Regions from separate parts of the Zea mays genome. Here region 2 is linked to region 1. A link is a contact called in public Hi-C data. All regions are on one chromosome and are shown on one strand. Each heading gives the region's core, a stretch centred on a gene start, on an enhancer-like site or on the middle of the called end of the contact. The rest is flanking DNA. Distances are from core to core; before and after follow the strand shown. Region 1 has its middle 4.4 kb from the start of LOC100272492. Region 2 has its middle 6.7 kb from the start of LOC100192638.

Region 1 (5,493 bases), core at 984-3,483:
TATTTTGATTTTTTTTAAGATATAACTCTTACGAGTGTGAATATGTAAACGGGCATAGACTTTCTATCTTCTTAACGTTCTGTATAATTTGATTATGGGTATCATAAAATCTTAAGGCTAGTCGATTTTTGTATGTGAACCCAAAGCCTTTTGTTCCTTATAAATATCGCAGGACTTTCTTAACGCTTTTCTAGATCCTTCTTAAATCTACTAAGCATCCGTCCCGTTTACGAGTACATATTCGAGTATACATAATGCTTCCCATAGTTGAAGCATGCATAACTGATGTTATTATATTGACCTCGTGTTGGTTCTTGGACTTTGATAACTTAATTTCCAAATGGTTGTTCTTAACTACTTGGAGCAGGTATGCGGTTACATACATACATACATGCCGAAATTCTTTAGAACATTGTGTATGTATGCCTTTTGCAACAGGCCTAATACCCATTTCGTCTTTCTAGTCAGGTGAATCTCAATTTCTGAGACATAAGGTGCATCTTGTAGATATTTCATACTGATATAAGAGGACAAAACCGTTCATAGGGAAGAAAGCGCGTCGAGAGACAGACATACCGAGCCATCCTGCAAACTGAATGGAAAGACTCGGCCTTTCTTTTGTGTTCTGTTTGATAACAAGCACTTTGTGGTTGGTCTGGTCTCTAAGCAAGTAAGTAGTAGTACGTAAGAGAAAAGGCGGCACATCGCTTCGGTACTGGCGTTGTTGCGGAGTCGTCCAAATCCTTTTCCTGACAGCACAGGCACAGCGCCAACACAGTCCGGACGCTCGCGTTCGGATCGGATATGGACTCCGACCAAGCTCTCGCTCTCCGTTGTCTTTGTCTGCTCTGGAGGTTTTAGCGTGTTTCTCGCGTAATTAGCGACGAGAGGTCGCAGGGCCGCCATGCATGCAGCCCAGACCCAGTGCCATCGCAGTTGCCATGATCGATGGAGGTTAACGTCCCATCTCACTCGAGCTGATTTCTCTCTCTCTCTCTATCTCTTTCCTTCCCTCCGCTTCCAAAGGAAAAGGGTAAGAAAGGGACGAGAGAGAGAGAGAGGGTAGCGTTCTACAAACCCCGAGCACTCCACTGAGGTGACAAGTAATAAGCCAGAACCAGACAAACCGGCTGCTTGCTTTACACGCGTACCTTCCCGCGTTATGAGCCAACCCCGCGCGGGGGTCGTTTCCCGGCTGTTTAGTAACAGCTGATCACCACCAACTGACGATCCAAAACCATTGGCCGTCACCTCTAGATGGCGCAACCGGCCTCGCGCTCACCCGGCCGTGTCTTTTATAATTGCTTCCGTTACGGCACGTGAGCTACTACTACTACTGCTTGGTGTTTCCTGCTCCCAGCTTTGCCGCGATCGCCTGCCCTGTGCGGCCGCTGTGTTGATCAGTGCTGCTCCCGCTTGAAAATTGAGACCGCCATCTGAAAACGCGCTTGGTAGCTGGTGAAAGTTTGTCTGTCCCGGTCGTGTATGCATGGGACAGGGGACATGATCACAGAGGCACAAGTTAGTTTTTGCCATGGGGACACACCATGGCGTGATTGCAGCAGCAACCACGCTCCCTCCATCCAAAAAAAAACATCCCTGTCACGTACAGCCGGAGCCACAGTGCGTTGCACGACGACGACAACAACAACAACAACAAAAAAGTTGCTCCCATACGACGAAAAGGGGGTCCGGGGGCGGCCATGCAATATTATCGGTTGGTGTTACGTTCTCGTTGTCGCAAATAATTGCGGTGTCCGCTAGCTGCACTGACCTATAGCAGGACTGCAGGAGTAGTCTCTAATCTGGTGGAGGACGTACTCCAGGCAGCTATCCTTCTCATTCATGGCTACAGCCTGCCTATATTAGTAGTTAGTACAGTTTACAACAGCCCGGGAGAAGATGGTGTACGTTAAGGAACCCGATTGGGTCGAGGTTGACAGGCTACTACAGGTAGAGACCGTAGCCACCATCCTACGAGTTCAAGTGGGCGCAGCAGGTTTCTGTCTGGAAAAAATCATCTCAACTCATTGCCCAGGTGTCTCAGTCAGAACGCTGTGGTTCTTTTCTCGGTTCCATCATTAGCGAGCATGGGTTTTGCAAGGGAAAAAATCATAGCGGCGTCGGCGTGGAGGAGAACCAACTTGATGGGCTGCCTAGCGTGTTGGACGACCTGGTCTGGTTAGTCCCAGGCCCTTACTAGCCTTTTAGGCCTGCCTGTCTCCGATGAACTCGACGACAGGCTGTCTTTTGGAATGGACCTGGACGCGGTAGTGGTTGATGGCAGCAGGCACCTACGCTACGCCTGCCCAGACGTGGCTGTTTTCCGTAGGGGACCGGCAACCGGCGAATAGCTAGGCCCTCCCACTCCCAGCGTCCCAACAGGACTCCTCTCTTTTCTGAACCGGCCTGTGTCCATCCGATTTAGGCCTGCTGCACCTCCACCCTGGACCTCGGACCTGCTTCATTTTTCTTTCGCCCTGGCCGTGGTAGCAGCGTTCTTGGGATTCATGGGCCGAAATACTATTAGGAAATACTATTAGGCTCGTTTGTTTCGTTGGAATTTAATTCCATTTTAATAATTATAGTTTAGATAAAACTAATTAAGTTTATATATTTATATATGTAATATATTTGTATATTATCTTAAATCATCATATGAGATAGATGGTTATATATTATATTCATGTTATAACGAAGCAAGTAGAAGAGTATGTTATAAGTTGTACATCAGAAAAATAGCATGTAAATCTATAGAATCAATTTTCATCTCTCACCCTATGAATTTGAGATAGGTTTATATGATATTTTTGGAAAGTGGTGGAATGTAACATTCTAAAAAATAGCCTATTCTAATAGTAAGATTCCAATTCCTCAAAATGAAAGGAAACAAACGGGGCCTTACTTCATTTAGGTCTCGTATGAAATGTCGTTTTTTTTAAATCTCGTATTCTCCATTGAGACTAGAATGGTTTCTAGAAAATCCTTGGGTCTTAAGCGGGCCATATGTTGTATCTCATATGGTTTCCTATATTTTTTACCAGCATTGGGCATGTTCAGTTCACATTGAAGTTTATTATGCCATATATACTTTTTTTAGCAAGAAGATTAGTATATGGCATGTGGGGAAAATATGCTAAAAATGTTTGCCATAGATGCGGCAGTGACCCAAACATGTCTCTAATAAACTGTGACATGCCTAACTTTTGTGGCGTGCAAGGATGAGGCAAAGAATAAAGAAGGCGAATAAGAGCAATTATAACAAGTGTCTTGAATTGAGTCATATTTTGAAATATAGGACTCGAGAATACAAATAGCTTCCAATAAAGATCCTATTTTACATTTTTTGTCAAACACGTTTAGAACTCGGTAACGGTGAGTGAAGCCTCAAATATACTACCTTGTCTATGAGCCCTATCTATTTTCCCACATTCCTACCTTCCCATAAAACTTCATGGTATTGGTACCCCTATCGCCTCTCCCCGTCAGGTATAATAAAATGGAATATCCTCTTTAGGGCTTGTTCGGTTAGCTCTCAATCCATGTAGATTGAGTGGGATTGGATGGGTTTAAATCCCAAGTAAGTCAAACTTCTTCATATTTTTTTCCAATCCCATCCAATCCATAGGTAACGGGATTAACCGAACAAGGCCTTAAAGTGAAGTTCTAATTGGAGTAATTCATGTATCCCAGAATGCTTGTCTACATGGGTATAACGAGCATGGAATGCTTCTTGAATCAACGAATCATAGTATAAGTTACTAACATGGGTATAACGAGCATCTAAAAAGCTAGGATTCCTTTGTGCTCGCACAGAATTGGCGGCTGTTGTTTCTGTTTTTTGCTGCAAATGTACAGACCCTGCACCTATGTTTTGGTGATGCACAACAGCTCGTGCCTCTGTTTTCAAGGAGGTTGTGCAGCTCTTTGGCCCTAGCGGTGTAGGCATGCGACAACTAGGATACATGCGAATAGAGGGAATAGGCTGATAGTTCAATTGTAACAGTGACTATAGGCTCTCTTGCTGGAGTACTAAATATTGTTGATCCTTTACATCATTTAAATTGGGTTCTATTTCGAAATTTAGGACCCGAATTTAAGACTCGCTCTTGGAGATGCTCTAGATTGAAACTCGATCGCAACGGTTGTGCATCCATAGGTTCATGCGTAACTTTCATGACGTGAAAGTTCCGAACGAATCCATAGAGGTTTCTTATCCTAGTTGAAACTACAACGGCAAAAATAGTTAGTGTGAAATTTATATCGAGTAAAATAACAAGCTTTTTGGGTGTCTCAACTTCATACAAACTCTAGCGAAAGAACCATAAAGACCGAGCTTGAGTTATTACAATAGCGATGGAAGGGCATTACAAACTTTCAATGCTCATGATTGGGAGCTTCTGGACAACCTCTAGATGTCAGGAGCCAAGCTCCATGACTAATAAACTCGAACACCAATATAGAGGGATAACCAAGGCGCTAGAAAGTTTTCCTCTTGCTTTGGTGCTTTCTCACCCACTTTCTAAACCCAATCTCAAAAGATATCACCAAGAACACAAAGGGAGGTTGTGTGACCTTCAATGGAGGAGAGCTGTGCACGAGCTGGTGAGGGTACATAAATGAAGTAGGCGAATGTTGGGGAAAATAAGGATGATGTGGCAACATTGAAAATTATGTGATGAAACTATCACTCAAAATTGGCCTAAGCACCTCTCCTACCTTTCCAATGGCACTGGTTTACACTTAAACACAGAGGTTCCACCACGCGGATATTCGTGCCAAATTGTACAACTTTCGCAGGTGCCAGAAATAATATGAACAATGTGTGTTGGCTTTCTTTGGCTTTAGAACTTTTTTAGTTTTGTAAGGGCACATGGTTCACTTTAATCTTTCCATCCGTGTCTCCTATCAGGAGCTATTTTAGGAGTGTTTATTGGGGCGGTCAGTCGACCCTCATAAAATTTATAAATTATTTAGCAAAACACTATTAAATTTCATTAAATTTATATCATGTAGCAAAGTTGTACAACTTTGATGACCCCAACAATATATAATTGTTTCTATACACAAATTCAAAATCTAAATAAGAATTAAAGTGTAAAATGCCGAGTCATGTAAATTTGACGCCGTAGGTTAAGACATCGAAATCATCTGACTTTGAGCCGTGTAAGCTTGGTATTGTACGTTCTTGACTTCGTAGGTCAAGATGCCGAAGTCACAACCGAAGTGTAGACGTAGAATAAAATGGAAAAAAAAAGCCCGGTTGGCGACCCCGTAGCAGTTCGCACGTTCGTAATTCGTACGCGCGCACGTAGCATTGCTGCATTGGCATGTGTCGCATATCCATGCGGTGCGGGAGCGGGACAAACACGGCCACCTGCAGACCTGCTTCATCGCATCTTCAATCCGGTTCACGCGCAATCAGACTGCTGTCATGTCTTGTGCAGTTGTAATGCATATCTGTTCATCAGACTGCTGTCATGTCTTGTGCTT
Region 2 (5,493 bases), core at 1,793-4,292, 360 kb before region 1:
TGAGACAAAGAATACAACGATCCTGCCGGAGCCGGACCATCGCAGCCGGCCTGTGCCCCAAAACCGTGTCATGGTCATGGCCGCAGAACGCAGAATCTAATCACTCACTGATCGTCGAGCCGTTTATATGCCCCCGGCCGGCAGGGGCCCAATTAGCATCTCAGGATAGTCGCTGATGAGTGGCTGCCTGCCTTGATGTTCCGGTGCATGTCGACTGCCGTGGATGGCCTGCGCGCCCTGGCCTGGCCTCCTCCGCGCCATCTTCTCTGCTGGTGTTTGTCCATCGCTAATTTAATCCTGCTGCACACCGGGACCGACCCGGTCGCCTTGGCCGGCCTACCATCATCTGTCAGTCGATCAGTCGTTGTTAGCACGGGATGCATGCCGCTGTATTTTTTTAATTATTTTTTTCAAGTTTGTCTAAGTAATAACAACTAATTAAGTGATCAAGGTTCAAGGGCAGCCGTTACTCGACTTTTGTTTATCCTTAGATATAAAATGATACAAATTGAATATTTTTCTCCTAGTTGTCTTTTAGAAATGGTTAGACTTTTTCAGACCATTTCTGATCGTTTTTTTATCCTAATTATTTGCATCCACCGTGCTTGAAGAAGCATGTCGGCACGGCAGCAATGGCCACCGGTTTCAATGTCATCAGATGCGTTGGCACGCGGGCCCAACGCATCAATAATGAAAAGCGCAGATGGATGCATTGCGCGCTGGCAACAGCGAGCGAGGTGGTGACGGTAGCGACAATACTATATGGCACTGCCACAAGGTACAGGGGTACTCATCGCGTCCGAACGCGCTACGCTTAGGGTCTGTTTGGTTGGTTTCTCTCGTCAACCTGGCTGTGTGAGCCAGGATCACTGGAGCCTGGCTCTGGAGATGCGACCAATCTGCTCGTATCTGGTGAGCCTGGCCCAAGGTGCTTTAAGGATCGTGCGAGTCTGGATCCAAATCTACATGCAGGCAACCAAACACAGAGCTCGCACGCGCATAGCCTGGCTCACAGCAACCAAACAGCAGCTACCCGCATCCCGCGATGCAAGCACGAGCAGATGCAGGCAACCAAACACACCCTTAGAGTCGGACATCGTCGTCCGATCCGAGACAGCGAGTTGCTACCACGACCCCAGGCGAATGGCGAGCCGTTGACCGAGTCGCTGTGGCATGGGTGATGGGTTGGGTACCATTATCCTGGTGCAGGTCAACTTGGCTCGCCGTCTTTGTGGACGATGCGTGGAGACGACGTTGCTGTTGCCTCTGTAGGAGATTGATGGGACGATCTGCTGGGAGGAAAAGCGCCGTATAAAGTCAAGACGAGAACGACGGCACGGCGAAGGGGACCAACGAACAGTAGCGTCTTCTCTGCTACCATCCATCGTCCAAACGAAACAGTTCTAGATTTGGCTTAACCAAACCATTCTAAAATTAACCAAGTTTATAGAAGATAATGTCAAAAATTACGATTCTAAATGTATATACTAGAAAATATTTTTTTAAGGATAGTAATTTGATAACATCATAAATATTATGATTTCATCAAACCACTCTGCTGAAAATCTACCGCGCGCGCATTCATCGTCGGGTGAAAGAGAGGCAAGACGTGGAAAGACCACGCTTTTGCTCGCCCAGTGCCAGTTCCGGTGTTGTACTTTCCTAGTGCGACGAGGCGGGCAGCTGGCGGCACCTGACCGGCGCCGACATCTGACGCCCCGGCCCTCGTCTCCACTAGGCACGCCGGGCCGAAAGACGACCGCCGCCGGGTCGCCGTCGTCGCCTCGAGAGACCGCGCAGGCGAAGCCAAGACCATACCCGCCCACACGCGGAGACAGCCGTGTCCAATCCATCGTGCGTCGCGACAACCCCCCTTCCGCGTCACGGGCTCGGCGCGACATCTCCCAGCCCAAAAGCCGAGCACGACCGCCGAGCCGCCGTGCCGCGGCCGACCTGGGGCGCGCGACGCGTACGCGTACGACGACGGGGCGGGCCATATGCACCCTCACCATGGGGGCGTGCGCGCACTAGCCGTTTCGCCGGGCGCCCCTTGCTCACGTGCGCGTCGCCGTCGCGGAGCGCGCGCGTGCGTGCGGGATCGGCCCTGGTTAACCTGGACCTCGTGGCGACGTGGCTCGTGGTCGCGCGCACCACCGCTGCTGCTGCTTTCCGGCCGGTAGAGCCTAGAGGTAGTGAGGCAGTCAGCATGATTGATCGGTCTGCTGGTCATCAGGCGCCTTTTGATCCGTCCTCAGCAGCTTTTTGACGGATCTTTGGAGGAGAGGCGACGCTGCTAGACGATCACTGGCGCACTACCGGCAGGCTAGATCCGTGGGCTAGATATATGTACGGAGACGGGGGTACATGCACGCACAGCTACAGCTCGTCATCATCTCCCGTGTCTTGTCCGTGATGGTATTTGGTATATAGTGCTTGTCACATGTATCCAGCGTCGCTTTATAGGAGGCCACAGACGCAAGTATATTTATATTATATAGGACCTTTTCCTGCCACGACAGAGGTGGAGGACGATCAGTGGCGGCTGGGATCCGGGCTGATCTTACGGCCTTATTCACTTTGGTTCCTGAAAGATGAGCACACTCGCTATACGCCTTTCTCTCCACACGGTTTCACTAGCTAGCTTTATGACTGACTGACTGGTAAGTTCGCTGTATCAAATTGGCCTTGGCATACCGTGAACGTGCAGTGCGTGCGGCGGCCAGGCAGATAGATTACTCTTCCGACTGGCACCTGCCGGTGCACTCTCGCTTAGTGCGGTTAGATCCTTGGTTGCGTGATCCCTCAGCGCGAATTCTGCTTTTGCATCTGCAGTGGCATCGCGTCCGATCCTTTTTGACGGTCGATGCGTGGTATCTATCTATCACGCACCGCTTTTTTAGAGGTTGGGAAATGGCCGTGCGTTTTGGGTGTGATCGTTTTTTTTAAAGATTTGCACCATTGCTGCGGTACGGTACGGTCTTTCGTGTAGGGAAATTGTCTACTGCTGGACCACCCTGCAGCCAAGGTGGGCTGCAGTTTTGTTTAGGCCCAGATGGGCTGCAGTCGAGCTGGCCCATCTAACAAACGTTCCTTCTTCTATTTAAGGGCGAAGCACATATTACATATACACTTGCTTTACTCACAAGGGAGGCAGTCACACAGCGTGTTCCGTTGCATCGGACATGCATGCGTGGGTAATTGGCCGACGCGAATATGTTCTTGGTAACAAAGTGTGGAGGAGTGCGGGCTACTCATCGTCTTCGTTGGGTTTCCCTAGGCAGCGTGTTTCTCGCATCAGTGTCTGTGGTGGAAGCTCTGTTGTCGAGCCCAACGCAGCAGTGCAGTGCACACGCACGAATGGGCCAGTCTGAACTGAAAGTTTTGGGTTAAAGAATGATGTCATGTTACTATGATGGTGGCCTAGTCATCAGTGAACTACCTAGGATTTTCTCGCAGAGTTCTTGGTACCAAGCCAAATAATCTTTGTTCTGAAGCAAGTGCTGGCAGGCAGTCAATAGCCAAGAATACATACATACATACATCTCATTGAGAGGCTTAATTATAGGAAACGATACTTCAATCAGGTGAATATTAGATTATTCTGTCATGAGCTTACTGCAGAATACATACATCTCATTGAGATCCTCACAGTGGAGACCGTACGTGGGTTACAAACTTACAATAGGTGGCGCTTTTAAAACTTCTATAAGTATCAGCTGTTTAGTGTACACAAGTCACAAAGGTGGGTGCAAAAGGTTAGCCAGATAGTAGGAAGAGAGAGAGCTAGGACTACAAAGTATGCAATTTGTTTGGTTTCTATGTACTAATTTTTAGTCCCTCCAATTTATCCCATTTTAGTTTCTAAATTTCCAAATATATAAAAAAACTCTATTTTAGTTTCTATATTTGATAATTTAGGAACTAAAATAGAATAAAATGAAGGGACTAAAAATTAATCACTAAAAACCAAACACCCCTTTAAGTTTCACTTATTTCTTCTCTGAGTGTTTGTGCTACCTTTTCTCAAAATTTAACTATTCTTTGGTAAGAGCAGAGCCGGTGCTTAGAGACCCACCTTGTTTAGCTCCGAAGAAATATACGGTAGTCCCGCACTGAGTGGAAGAAAGGGTTCATTTTAGCTCCAGTAATCAGCAGAAACCAAAATCTTTTAGCTACTGCCCGTGCCCGTCGAGTGAAGTTTGACCATACAGAATAGGTTGTTTGGGCGCAAAGATACCAGACAGGATTAGATGAGCTAAAATTCCATTGTTATTTAAAATTAAATAGCAAGAGAACTTTGGCCCCCTACAATTACCTCTAGTATTCTTACTCCCAAACAAGCTCTAAGGGCTAGCTTGTAAACTGATAGTCGCCTAGAGGGGGGTGAATAGAGCGAAACTGAAATTCTCAAAAATAATCACAACTACAAGCCGGGTTAGCGTTAGAAATATAATCGAGTCCGCGAGAGAGGGTGCAAAACAAATCGCAAGCAATTAAGAGGTGTGACACGCGGATTTGTTTTACCGAGGTTCGGTTCTTGCAAACCTACTCCCCGTTGAGGTGGTCACAAAGACCGGGTCTCTTTCAACTCTTTCCCTCTCTCAAACGGTCACTCGGACCGAGTGTGCTTTCTCTTCTCAATCACTTGGAACACAAAGTTCCTACAAGGACCACCACAAGATTGGTGTCTCTTGCCTCAATTACAAGTGAGTTTGATCGCAATAAAGAATCAAGAAAGAAGAAAGCAATCCAAGCGCAAGAGCTCAAAAGAACACAAGCAAATCTCTCTCACTAGTCACTAAGGCTTTGTGTGGAATTTGGGAGAGGATTTGATCTCTTGAGTGTGTCTAGAATTGAATTCCTAGCTCTTGTAAGTGGTTGGAAGTGTGAAAACTTGGATGCAATGAATGGTGGGTGGTTGGGGGTATTTATAGCCTCAACCACCAAACTAGCCGTTTGGTGGGGCTGACTGTCGTATGGTGCACCGGACAGTCCGGTGCACCCCGGACATGTCCGGCGCGCCAGCCACGTCACCAAAGACGTTAGGATTCGACCGTTGGAGTACTGTCTTCTGGGCCCGCCTGGATGTCCGGTGGCGCACCGGACATGTATTGTAGAGTGTCCGGTGCGCCAGCATGTGCGTGCCTGACTTCTGCGCGCGCTGGCGCGCATTCAATGCGCTGCAGGTAGCCGTTGGCGCCGAAATATTCGTTGCTCCGTTGTCACACCGGACAGTCCGGTGCACACCGGACATGTCCGGTGAATTATAGCGGACTAGCCGTTGTGAATTCCCGAAGCTGGCGAGTTCCTGAGGCCGCTCTTTCCTGGAGCACCGGACACTGTCCGGTGTACACCGGACAGTCCGGTGAATTATAGCGGAGCGCCTCTAGATTTTCCCGAAGGTGACGAGTTTGACTTGGAGTCCTCTGGTGCACCGGACACTATCCGGTGGCACACCGGACAGTCCGGTGCGCCAGACCAGAGGTGCCTTCG

Evidence for each region. A called contact is a pair of places that touch in the nucleus more often than the background predicts.
Region 2: a Hi-C map of bundle sheath shows a contact between it and region 1, with 5 times the contacts expected there. The contact joins two enhancer-like sites. A contact is called at or near these places in 3 of 25 Hi-C or Micro-C datasets (bundle sheath, ear and tassel).

The regions. Positions count from the first base shown.
Region 1 is chr4:186,792,266-186,797,758 of Zm-B73-REFERENCE-NAM-5.0, reverse strand. No RefSeq gene overlaps it. Among protein-coding and RNA genes, the nearest start is that of LOC100272492, 4.4 kb to the right of the region's middle. Within about 2 kb of position 2,233, at least 18 of the 20 cell types and tissues checked have an H3K27ac peak or open chromatin away from gene starts, as enhancers often do. A contact at or near this core is called in bundle sheath, ear and tassel, where this site is marked.
Region 2 is chr4:187,154,805-187,160,297 of Zm-B73-REFERENCE-NAM-5.0, reverse strand. No RefSeq gene overlaps it. Among protein-coding and RNA genes, the nearest start is that of LOC100192638, 6.7 kb to the left of the region's middle. Within about 2 kb of position 3,042, at least 20 of the 20 cell types and tissues checked have an H3K27ac peak or open chromatin away from gene starts, as enhancers often do. A contact at or near this core is called in bundle sheath, ear and tassel, where this site is marked.